2 separate regions of the Rattus norvegicus genome follow, and region 2 is linked to region 1. A link is a contact called in public Hi-C data. All regions are on one chromosome and are shown on one strand. Each heading gives the region's core, a stretch centred on a gene start, on an enhancer-like site or on the middle of the called end of the contact. The rest is flanking DNA. Distances are from core to core; before and after follow the strand shown.

What was found. Hi-C and Micro-C count contacts between places; a contact is called where the count stands out from the background.
Region 2: a contact with region 1 is called in a Hi-C map of Schwann cells, with 4 times the contacts expected there. The contact joins the enhancer-like site here to the promoter of Ddhd1 in region 1. A contact is called at or near these places in 5 of 12 Hi-C or Micro-C datasets (the A7r5 cell line, Schwann cells, kidney and 2 more) and 1 of 1 datasets of contacts at active chromatin or transcription factors (oligodendrocytes).

The regions. Positions count from the first base shown.
Region 1 is chr15:21,366,801-21,371,922 of GRCr8, reverse strand. Ddhd1 (DDHD domain containing 1) reads left to right here and starts at 1,315. Exons shown (of 12, transcript NM_001033066.2): 1 at 1,315-2,170. The coding sequence starts at 1,384. It overlaps LOC108352895 (a long non-coding RNA gene), which reads right to left and starts at 1,104. Exons shown (of 2, transcript XR_001841294.3): 1 at 975-1,104; 2 at 1-294.
Region 2 is chr15:21,497,465-21,502,342 of GRCr8, reverse strand. No RefSeq gene overlaps it. Among named protein-coding and RNA genes, the nearest start is that of Ddhd1, 130 kb to the right of the region's middle. Within about 2 kb of position 1,657, at least 35 of the 93 cell types and tissues checked have an H3K27ac peak or open chromatin away from gene starts, as enhancers often do. A contact at or near this core is called in Schwann cells, where this site is marked.

The DNA of each region.
Region 1 (5,122 bases), core at 66-2,565:
CTTCAGTCAGCCACAATCCAGATAATCTCTGCTGGAGGAGCCTGCCACCCAAGTCGAACGGTCTTTTGTAAATCAAACAAATCCAGGTAAGACACATCACAGACCAACACATAGCCCTGTGGCTGCAAGAATTTCATTTCCAAGTCTCCCACTGGCCTTTATAAAGGACCCCAGCTAGCTTACTCCCTTCCAAGACACCCATTTCCCTCAGGAGAGTCTTTCTGTTTGAAATAAACTTCTGTTGATGTCAGACTCTGGTCTCTGTCTTCTGTCTCTTTGCGCTGTCTTGAAAATCTAACAAAAAGAAGCCCCGATGTTTCCCTGAAACCAGGAAGTGAGTTACAGAATCGGAGGTACATTAAAAACAAAAACCGAGCCAAACTCGGGAAGGCTTAAAGGCCATAGAATCACTTCTAGGCATCGCTAGAGATCACCCGGTACAATGATCTCCTAATTATGCACAAGGAATAAGACAAACAAATGAAGGAGATTAAATGACTTGCCTGGGGGTGGCAAAGTTGAGTCTAGAACCTTGTTTTTCTTTCAGTCTAATAATCTATCACACCAGGCTGGCAAGGCCAGTTAGTTTATAACCAAGGCACATCGAATGTGCAGAGACTGTGGGGAAAGACTGAGACATAGGTACTTGGTTTCCATCCAAGGCCTTACTGTAATACGGAAAGAACCGGAAGCATAAGTACATGAGAGTAAGCAACCCTAAGAGCTGGCACAGTGACGCTAGGACTCCTGTTTTCTAAGTGGGAGTAGTATTGCCAGGTGAGCCGCAGAGGCGGAGTGCCTTCTTTATGAATGGGCTGAAGGTTGGGAAAGGGCCAGACCAGGTGACCAAGCAGGTCTTTCGGATGCTTCAGGCAGGCCTAAAGCCAGGGACGTGAGCTAGCAATTTCCAGGGCCCCTCTGGGCATAGAGCTGGGGCTCATGACCCCAAAGTGTAAAGATGAGTGGGCGAAAACCTCATTCCGGCTGGCATTCAGGGGCGTGGAAGCGAGGGGGCGGAGCCAGTGCGAGCTGAGGCAGGGGCTCCACCGTTGCCGAGACTGCCGCGACCTCGTCTGACCCCCTCTTCCAGGCGCGAACCATTAGACTCCGCCGAGCGCCAGCAGGAGCAACACTAGTGGCTTCGGGCCTTCCGGGGAGGCGCGCGCGGTCTGGGGGCGGGGCCTCTTTCGGGCCCCGCCCACGCGGGGGGGTCTGCGTAACAATGGGGCGGGCCCCGGAACCGCGCTGCGGCGGCCGGGGGCCGGCGGGGAGGCGGAGTCGCCTCGGCCGCAGCTGCTGCCCTGCTGGGGATTTGAAAGATTATAAAGTCCGGGCCCAGAGGGCGGCGGCATCGGATGCGCGTGTGGCGGAAGCGCCGGCGGCATGAACTACCCCGGCCGCGGCGCCCCACGGAGCCCCGAGCGTAACGGCCGCGGCGGCGGTGCCTGGGAGCTAGGCTCGGACGCGGCGGGCGTGTTCGGTGGCGGCGGCTGCTGCTTCGAGCACCAGCCGGGTGACGGCGTGCCGCTGTCACTGCTGCGCGCGGAGCCGCTGCACCTGGCACCGGGCGCGGACGACTTGAGCCACCTGGCTCTGGACCCGTGCCTCAGCGACGAGAACTACGACTTCAGCTCGGCCGAGTCGGGTTCGTCGCTGCGCTACTACAGCGAGGGCGAGAGCGCGGGCGGCGGTAGCTCTTCTTCGCCTCCGCCGCCGCTGGTCGCTCCGAACTCGGGGGGCGGCGGGGCAGCGGGAGGGGGACCCGGTGACAGGAAGCGCTCCCGGCCGGGCGGCTGCGCCGCTCGGCACCGCTACGAGGTAGTGACGGAGCTGGGCCCCGAGGAGGTGCGCTGGTTCTACAAGGAAGACAAGAAGACCTGGAAGCCCTTCATCGGCTACGACTCTCTGCGCATTGAGCTCGCCTTCCGGAGCCTCCTGCAGACGACGGGCTCTCGTGCCCGGTCGGCGGACCGCGATGGAGACCGGGTGTGCGGCCCAACCTCTAGCTTCAGGGAGGACGACGAGGACCGCGCCTGCGGCTTCTGCCCGCGCGCGGTGGGGCCTGAGCCGGAGATGGAGGAGCTGGTGACCATCGAGCCCGTGTGCGTGCGCGGCGGCCTCTACGAGGTGGATGTCACTCAAGGAGAGTGCTACCCGGTATACTGGAACCGTAAGTGTCTGGCCAGGGGCGGGCCGGGCTCGGCGCGCGTTGGACCGGGTTTGGGGCTCGGTTGCCCCGCGATGCTCGGATGCCTCGGGTTAGGATGCAGGTTGTGCGGGGTGCCATGGCAGGTGAAGGGTAAAAGAGCAGATGGCAGCTCCCAAGCTGCTAGCGGGGTCAGGAGGGGAGGATTCCGCCGGGGATTGCGCCTCCTGGGTGAGTAGAGTACTGCTGCCATCCCCTGGAGGGTATCCAGGAACCGATCCCCAATCTGGTAGCTTTAGTTTCTTGACCCTACCAGGGGCTTTGTCCACCTGGATATCTGATCCGGTCTCACGTCTCCTGAAGCTCCCGTGATTTAAATAACATGTCCTGGAGTGAGTGGAAATGCTTGAGAGCGTCTTCATGAGACTCAACAGTTCACTTAAGACCCAGGAAGAGAAAAGCCCTGGCGGAAAAGGAGAGCTACAGTGTGTTATTCCCACTGGATGTGTTGGGCAGAAGAAAGAACTGCAGGAAATGGCTCTGGGAAATGGGTCCGTGCCCTCTGTGTGGAATGCTCGTGTATCCCTTGGGTCCTGTTTACTTACATATTTTTACTTTTGCTTCTTAACCTAGAAAAATTGCACGACCTCGGTTTTCTCATCTGTTAAATGGGTCTCTCTTAAAGGTTTAAAGGATGCTTTAGGCAACATGGGTAGGTTTAAAATCAGAATAAGGAGAAAGGTAATACATAAATAATCCGGTGTGGCATGCAGCATATGTTAATGTATGTGACATATAGTAGTAACAGTCTATTGGCCATCAATAAGTTGTACCATACAGTATTAACTGTATGCGCTTCAGTGCCCTAACTCAAATGTCTTTCCTGATCGTTAGGCCCTCTATACATCGTATATTATTCAGATCTGTATTAATTATGTGTATTGGTGGCTTAGCTTCCTTTCAGTTTATTTAGTGGCTCCTGGGCAGAGTCCACCGCCTTTATCTTTGTTCTCATAAAGCCTGGTGCAGTAGGTGTTCAGTGACTTGGTATTGAATCTCATCAGTGATTGATAATGCTAAAACATGCATACATTAAGTGCAAGTAACCAATATGGCAGACTCAACACAAGCCAAGTCAGGGAAAGGCAGCCTAGCAGATTTCTTGCGACTCTTAGTGACAATACAGGCGTTTGTTACTTTTTTTTTTTTTTAAGATGAGACTCATGTGGACTGTTAGGTCCCCTCTTGATTATAAGCTCTCTGATGACAAGCCCCCTTGCATCCGTTCATCATTTGCGTGATCTACGTAGTAGTTGTGTATGTGCCAGCACAGTGCTTCTGTGCACATTGTTAAGGAGCCCATGTCTCTCAGGGGCTTCCCACCTCATTTCTTTTTAAATGATCCATATATCACCATGGGTCTCTCCTGCAGATAGAAGCCCAGAAGTGAGAGGGACTGGAGAGATGGTTCAGCAGGTAAGAGCACGGAGGGCTCATCCAGAGGACCCAGGTTCAAATCCCAGCCCCCATGTGGCAGCTCACAGCTGTCTGTAACTTCATGATCTGACACCCTCACGCAGACATACATGCAGGCAAAACACCAATGCACATAAAGTAAAAAGAATAAATGTAAAAGGGGTGTGTGTGTGTGTGTGTGTGTGTGTGTGTGTGTGTGTGTGAACACAGCATCCTGGAACTGTGTGTGTGTGTGTGTGTGTGTGAACACAGAGAGCATCCTGGAACTGGAGACTAAAATTTGGTCTCTCCCTCAGCTTAACTTGGAGTGATGGGGCTGTCCTTACAAGTTTAACACCTTCCAGAGTAATTTTCACTGCGGCAGCAAATTGATGCTGGCTTTCAGCATATGAGGAAGTCGCCTCAGTGTCATTAATGAACCTGACCAAGGTCACTGAGCTAGAAAATGATGCAGCAAGTAGCAGTTTAGTAAGGGAACACATATTTCACCCATCCAAAGGGAGGTATAGGCCACCAAGGGTGTAAGACAAGGTCTGGAGGAATCGGAGGAAGCGAGGGGGTTAGAGAAAGGGCTTCCTCTCAGTTGGGGCCAGCATATCCAAGGACACAGGCATGAAACTCTAGACTAGTTGAAGGAAGGAAGGCTGCCCCTCTGGGGCTTAGGCATCCGATGTGGGGTTGGATCTGAGCACCCCGACGTGTGGGTGTATGAGGGCTGGTGAGTAGCACCCTGTTGAGAACCCTGCCCAGGGTGGATGTGCAGTGCCCAGTGTGGACTTTATCCTTTGAGTCGCAGCCAGCCAGAGGTTCTGTATTAGGTGTGACCGGTGCCTGTGCACTGTTGGGTTGGAGATGAGAAAACAGAACATCGCATGTTAATGATGGCGACAAAATAAACCTGAAGGTCGTGTGGACCCAGGCCTCACCAGTGTTCTCTCCGAGAGCAGCAATTGTTATGGGGCCGGTTCTAGCTTATAAATTACAGGTTGTTAATTTGCACAGAACAACCGTTTTGTTTTTGTTTTAGTGTTTTCTGACCGGCTCTCCACAATACACAACTCTGTGGGTGTTTGAGGGTGTCTGATAGTCTAGTGGTTCTCAACCTTCCTAATGCCGCTGCTACCGCTTTAGTAGAGTGCTTCATGTGGTGAACCCCAGCCCTAAAATCATTGTCACTGCTTCCTCGTAACTGTAACTTTGCTACTTTTATGAATCATAATGTAAACATCTGACATTTCTGTTAGTCTTAGGCGACCCCTGTGAAAGGGTTTTCGCTCCCCAAATGAGTCACGACCCACAGGTAAGAACCACTGATCTAGCGTGTAAATACAATACAATTTTTCGGGGGTCCTATTAGGTTTCCATGTCCTGCATGACTTGACTTGAATTGGTTTCTGTGTATTTCTTACGTTCTCACACCTTTTGAGGGGACGAGCATTGCCAGTACGGTGGTCTCAGATGCCCAGATGATGGGGCCCGAGGATACTGTGTAGTTGTTGA
Region 2 (4,878 bases), core at 408-2,907, 130 kb before region 1:
TTCAGTGAATTCTGGGCCAATAAACTCACCACAAACAGGACAGCGAGGGAAGGACCCCATAGGGAAGACCCAAGCCACTTGGGCCCGATGTCAAAAGTGAGAACCAATGGAAAAACAGTTCGCACTCATAGAGAGCCATGTTTTAAGGCTAAGATGTTTCATCTTTATGAGAAGTGGCAGGATCCTGGTCTCTTCTTGTCACCATCCAGTCTGTCAGCCAAAATGCTAAATAGCCCGTTTCTGCTCTAAGACAGATAGTGAATGGTCACATTATTCTCTCTGGCCGGGCAGAGCCGTGGCATGATAGCAGAATGTCAAAGTGGAGCTGAAAAGAGCTTTGTGTGAGATGAAACAAAGCTCCAAAGATAGCGGGTGGCTGAATCACTTAGGATGTGGCCACAAATAGTACCACAAGGAGGTTGCTGGGCAAAGCCGGTGCCAGAAACCCTCAGGAAATCTCTGGCTGGTTACAGAGGGCAGGTGGGTACACCGGAAACAAGTCCCCCTCCACATGAAGAGCGGGAAGCTTAAACGAAGAAAGCCAACTCCTAGATCCTAATACACAGCTATTTTAATTTATTGATTTAGTAAAAATTGTGCTGCCGTAAGACAAGGCACTTTTCCCCCAGACAGGTGCACCGCAGTTTTTTCTTAAATATTAAATCTTCAGAGAATCACACGATAAATGGCAGCCTGAAAACAACTTACGTGCCCTGGCAGAATTTGAAACAGAATTATTTTTCCCTCTCTGTAAACCTTCTGTCAGTGGGAAGGACAGCGCTGCCAAACTGAGGGGTCCAATCTGGAGGCGAGGAGGCTCCCACTTAAACCAGGGAGACCTGCCAAGACTTCCAAGGCCAAGTCGGAAACAACCACATTGAGTTCATTAAAACGACCAAGTGATCAAAGGCGCCCCGGCCTTCACAAAGGCAAAAAATTAATCTGTTTAGTACTTGGCTAAATTCTCAACTGTTGAAGTAAATTTGAAATGAAATTCGTCAAATTCTCCTCTTCCTGTGGAAAAATCCCTTCAGTTCCTCGGAGTGCCCACAAGGTGGCAGAAGCGCTCTTTGCGTTAGGAATGGACTGGCCAGCTGCCAAAGCTCCCTTCCTGAATTATTGTGTAAATGCAAGTAAATTGAAGAACCAGTGTGAACATCAAATATGTAGAGCTCGGGGTCGGAGAGAAAGGAAGCTGGAACAGAAGGGTCCAATAGGGAAGGGGAGGACAGCTAACACTAAGGGCTATTTGAGGGGTCATATGGAAACCCCGTATGTAGAAGCCTGCTAAAATGTGTACATATATAAAGGTGCTCTAAAGAAGTCCAAATCAGGGGAGAGACAGAGCCTCAACTGGACATCTCTTATCACCAAACGATGCTTCTACTACAAGAAATGGGTTAGATCTAATTGAACTTTTGGTCAAAGTGGACCCATGGGAACCCCAAACAACCTGAGTTATTGCCAGGGTTATTGATTACTCCCCAGAAACTGACAGTAAGGCCCCGTCGCTAAAGCCAACCCCTACACAACTCACTGAACACAGAGAAGTTGAGCTGGCGCCTCCCCGGAGTCTTTGCCCCGAGGGACTAGTGTTCTTGGTTCTTGAAAGTACTCCTCATGCCACCAAAGCAGAAAGAGTAACATGAGCCCAGCTGTAAACCCTGCTACCTACTGTGGTGACCTGCCGCGTGTGCGACACGCTTGTGCAATAGCAGGACTAACGTTGTGTGAATAGCCAGTTCACTCTCTGATTGAATTTAAGGCCCACTCCGTGAGATGAAACCTACGCCCGACACTGGGTGGCCAAAATCCTGAGACTAAGACAGGCCAGGGAAAGCTAAATACTACTGCCTTAACGCAAATCACATAGCGTAAAGTGGGCTGTTTTGCTAAAATGCTTGCTAAGCTGTACAATGACTCATAATGGCATTCTGCTAGGTTCATGGAGCCATCATCAGAGCCGTCTCCTCTGAAGCAGATGGGAACCAGTGCAGAGACCCTCGGCCATACTGTGTGCAGAGAGAGAGAGACCTCGGGACACTCGGTCCTAACCAAAGTATCGCTATCAATCCCTCCTCCCAGAGCTCAGGAGGGGACCTTGCAAAGGAAGTAGAAAGATTGTAAGAGAGGTGGTGGAGGACACTAGAGCCAAAAGGCTTTCTGAACACGCACGCGCGCACACACACAGGCTACATCGGCATGCTCAGGGCCAGCACTGGACTGTTCTAGATGGGGTCCCGGTGTTGGGAGAAATAGACACACACACCCCCATCCCTAACTCAGAAGCTCCCTCCGATTGATAATCACTCGAAAATTAAAATTAAGAATTTGTTTTCTCCAGCAGAGCCTTACTAGGGATACAAACCGCTCTAAGGGCAGGTGCCATCCCCAGCAGCAGATGGCCCACAGGAAGTGAATCATCAGCATCTCTGAGAGGTTCTCTGTGTCACAGTGCTTTGTCAGAATTTTTTTTTTAAACCATACAAAGCCTTTGCATATATGTTATGGCTTTGGTGTTGTGTTTTTTATGGGATCTCTCTCTCTCTCTCTCTCTCTCTCTCTCTCTCTGTGTGTGTGTGTGTGTGTGTGTGTGTGTGTGCTTGGGGGCGGGCAATCCATGCTTCTGTATGTGCACTTGTATTCATGTAGAGATCAGAGAACAACCCTGGGTGTCCTTCTTTGGGAACTATACACCTTGTTTTATAAAACATATCTCCCTGGACTAGAACCCGATAAGCAGGCTAGGCTAGCTGGCCACAGAGAACCAGATCCACCTCCCCTGAGACTATAAGCACATGCCACCAAACCCACCATTTTTAATGTGGGTTCTTAGTATCAAATACAGTCCACCATGCTGGCACAGCTCTACATGCTTGCACACTAATCGTGTTGGCACACTCACCATGCTGACACATTCACTGTGCTCACCATGCTGGCACACTCACCATGCTTGCACACTCACCATGCTGGCACATTCACATGTTTGCACACTAACCGTGTTGGCACACTGACTATGCTGGCACACTCACCGTGCTGGCTGAGCTGTCTCCAGCCAAACAATCTTTCTGAATGAAGAATGGTGAAACCAAAAGACCAGTCTTGGCTAGCAATGGAAAGGCCTATGGTATATGTATCTCTCACGGCCCCAAGGTCCCACTTCTCACACCCAGCCACACCCTCGCCAGCTTTCATTATTCCTTGAAGACTCGTGCCCCTCCCGAGTCATCGAATAACTGTGACCTTGTCAATAAATGAAGAACAGGAAACCTGGCCCCCAGCCAGCTCTCTCACCCCTGACCGATCTTCAAAGCCTGAAGCTCAAGTTCTCCTGCCCTGAGCACTGTGTTCCCGTTGGACAAGCTGAAGGCAGTGTCCCTTCTCCGTGTCTTGCATTTCCTGGGAGGGCATGTAAAATATTAATGCATTCCAGCATGAGAATCAAAACTCATTAAAAATACATCGAATTTCATGAAATGCCCTCACTGTTTGTTTCATAAAGTGAAAACAACTATTCCAACGGGATGGGGGGAGAGGAATGAATGGTTTTTTGTGCCTCTAATTTCACACATGCTGGTACAAAATGAAATCAATAGCCACAGGAAGGCACGCAATCCAAGACTTCCTTCTCAACAGTAATAAATCCAATCTGACCCAGGTATGGTATGGCACTCGGCATAGCTTATAAAAATCCAGTTGCTAGATCATGTATTTCCATAGTAATCCTTCACGAAATTAATAGGAAGTGCTAAGTTAGGACAAATGACCTCCAATCAAATCCAGATGCTCAACCCACACTAGGTAAAAATTTCGGAACAGTTAAAAGCAGCGCTCTCCTCTAGTGCTCTCTGAGCACGGAATGTACACGCGTGGGAAGGGATCCCTAGGAGAGCAGGAGTGGTGTGGCACCCTGAGTCCCCACTGCTGTGTTTATACTGAGACTCTGACACCCCTGAGTTTGGAAGCACAGTTGGTGGTATAGGAGGGACAGAGGAGCCCCCTGAGACAGGCTGACCACAGAGAGTGGCTAGTTTCCATCCCAGACTCAGATCTAAGTCAAAGACGATGGAGAAAAAGTTGAACTACCTCATGGTCATTGGCCTCCTTGGTGATGGTCCCTTCAGTAGTAGAGGCAATAATAAAAATGTCACCTTATCAGTCTGGAAGAGTGGCAGTGTCCATAGGCACATGGTGCCTTTGGAAGTGTCTGTGGTCCTGATGCTTTTTGTGCCACTGATGGGTGATAGGTTATTTCTCCTCCGGTAAGATGAGCCAATTTAAGCCAGATTAGAATATTAAAAGGCAGGTTTGTAGGGAATCTGCTCTCCATCAAGTTCACACACTCCAAGAAGGGCACGGAAGTCGCCGTGTGTGTGTGTGTGTGTGTGTGTGTGTGTGTGTGTGTGTGTGTGTGTGTGTGTATTTTGTGGGGAGGGAGCTTGCAGAGAGAGAAGAGAAGGGAGGGAGACCAAAAGGTCTGGATTATAGGGGAGCCAAAGAGAATGGCACTGTGTTCAGCTGAAGCGCTAGCCTACACTACCCAGAGAAGTGCACTTTGTGAGGACTAAGGGACAGGAGCCTGAGTTGCTGTAGCCCATTCCATACGGCCTAATGGACAAAAAAGAAATAAAGGACCCAGACAGGGGGTGAAGCAAAACAAAACAAAAAACACTCCTGATCCTTGATAAGTCAGAATGTATGTTCTCACCTCATGTTTACTCTTTGTTGACATTATAGGACGGCTTGTTGACAAATTGTGAGTGTGAGTGTTCTAAACAGGGTTAAAGCCTGAGACCCGCTATCCATGTTTTTATAATTGCAACTGACCCAAAATGTTACAGATCTAATTGCATAACTTAAAACACATTTTTGCAAACT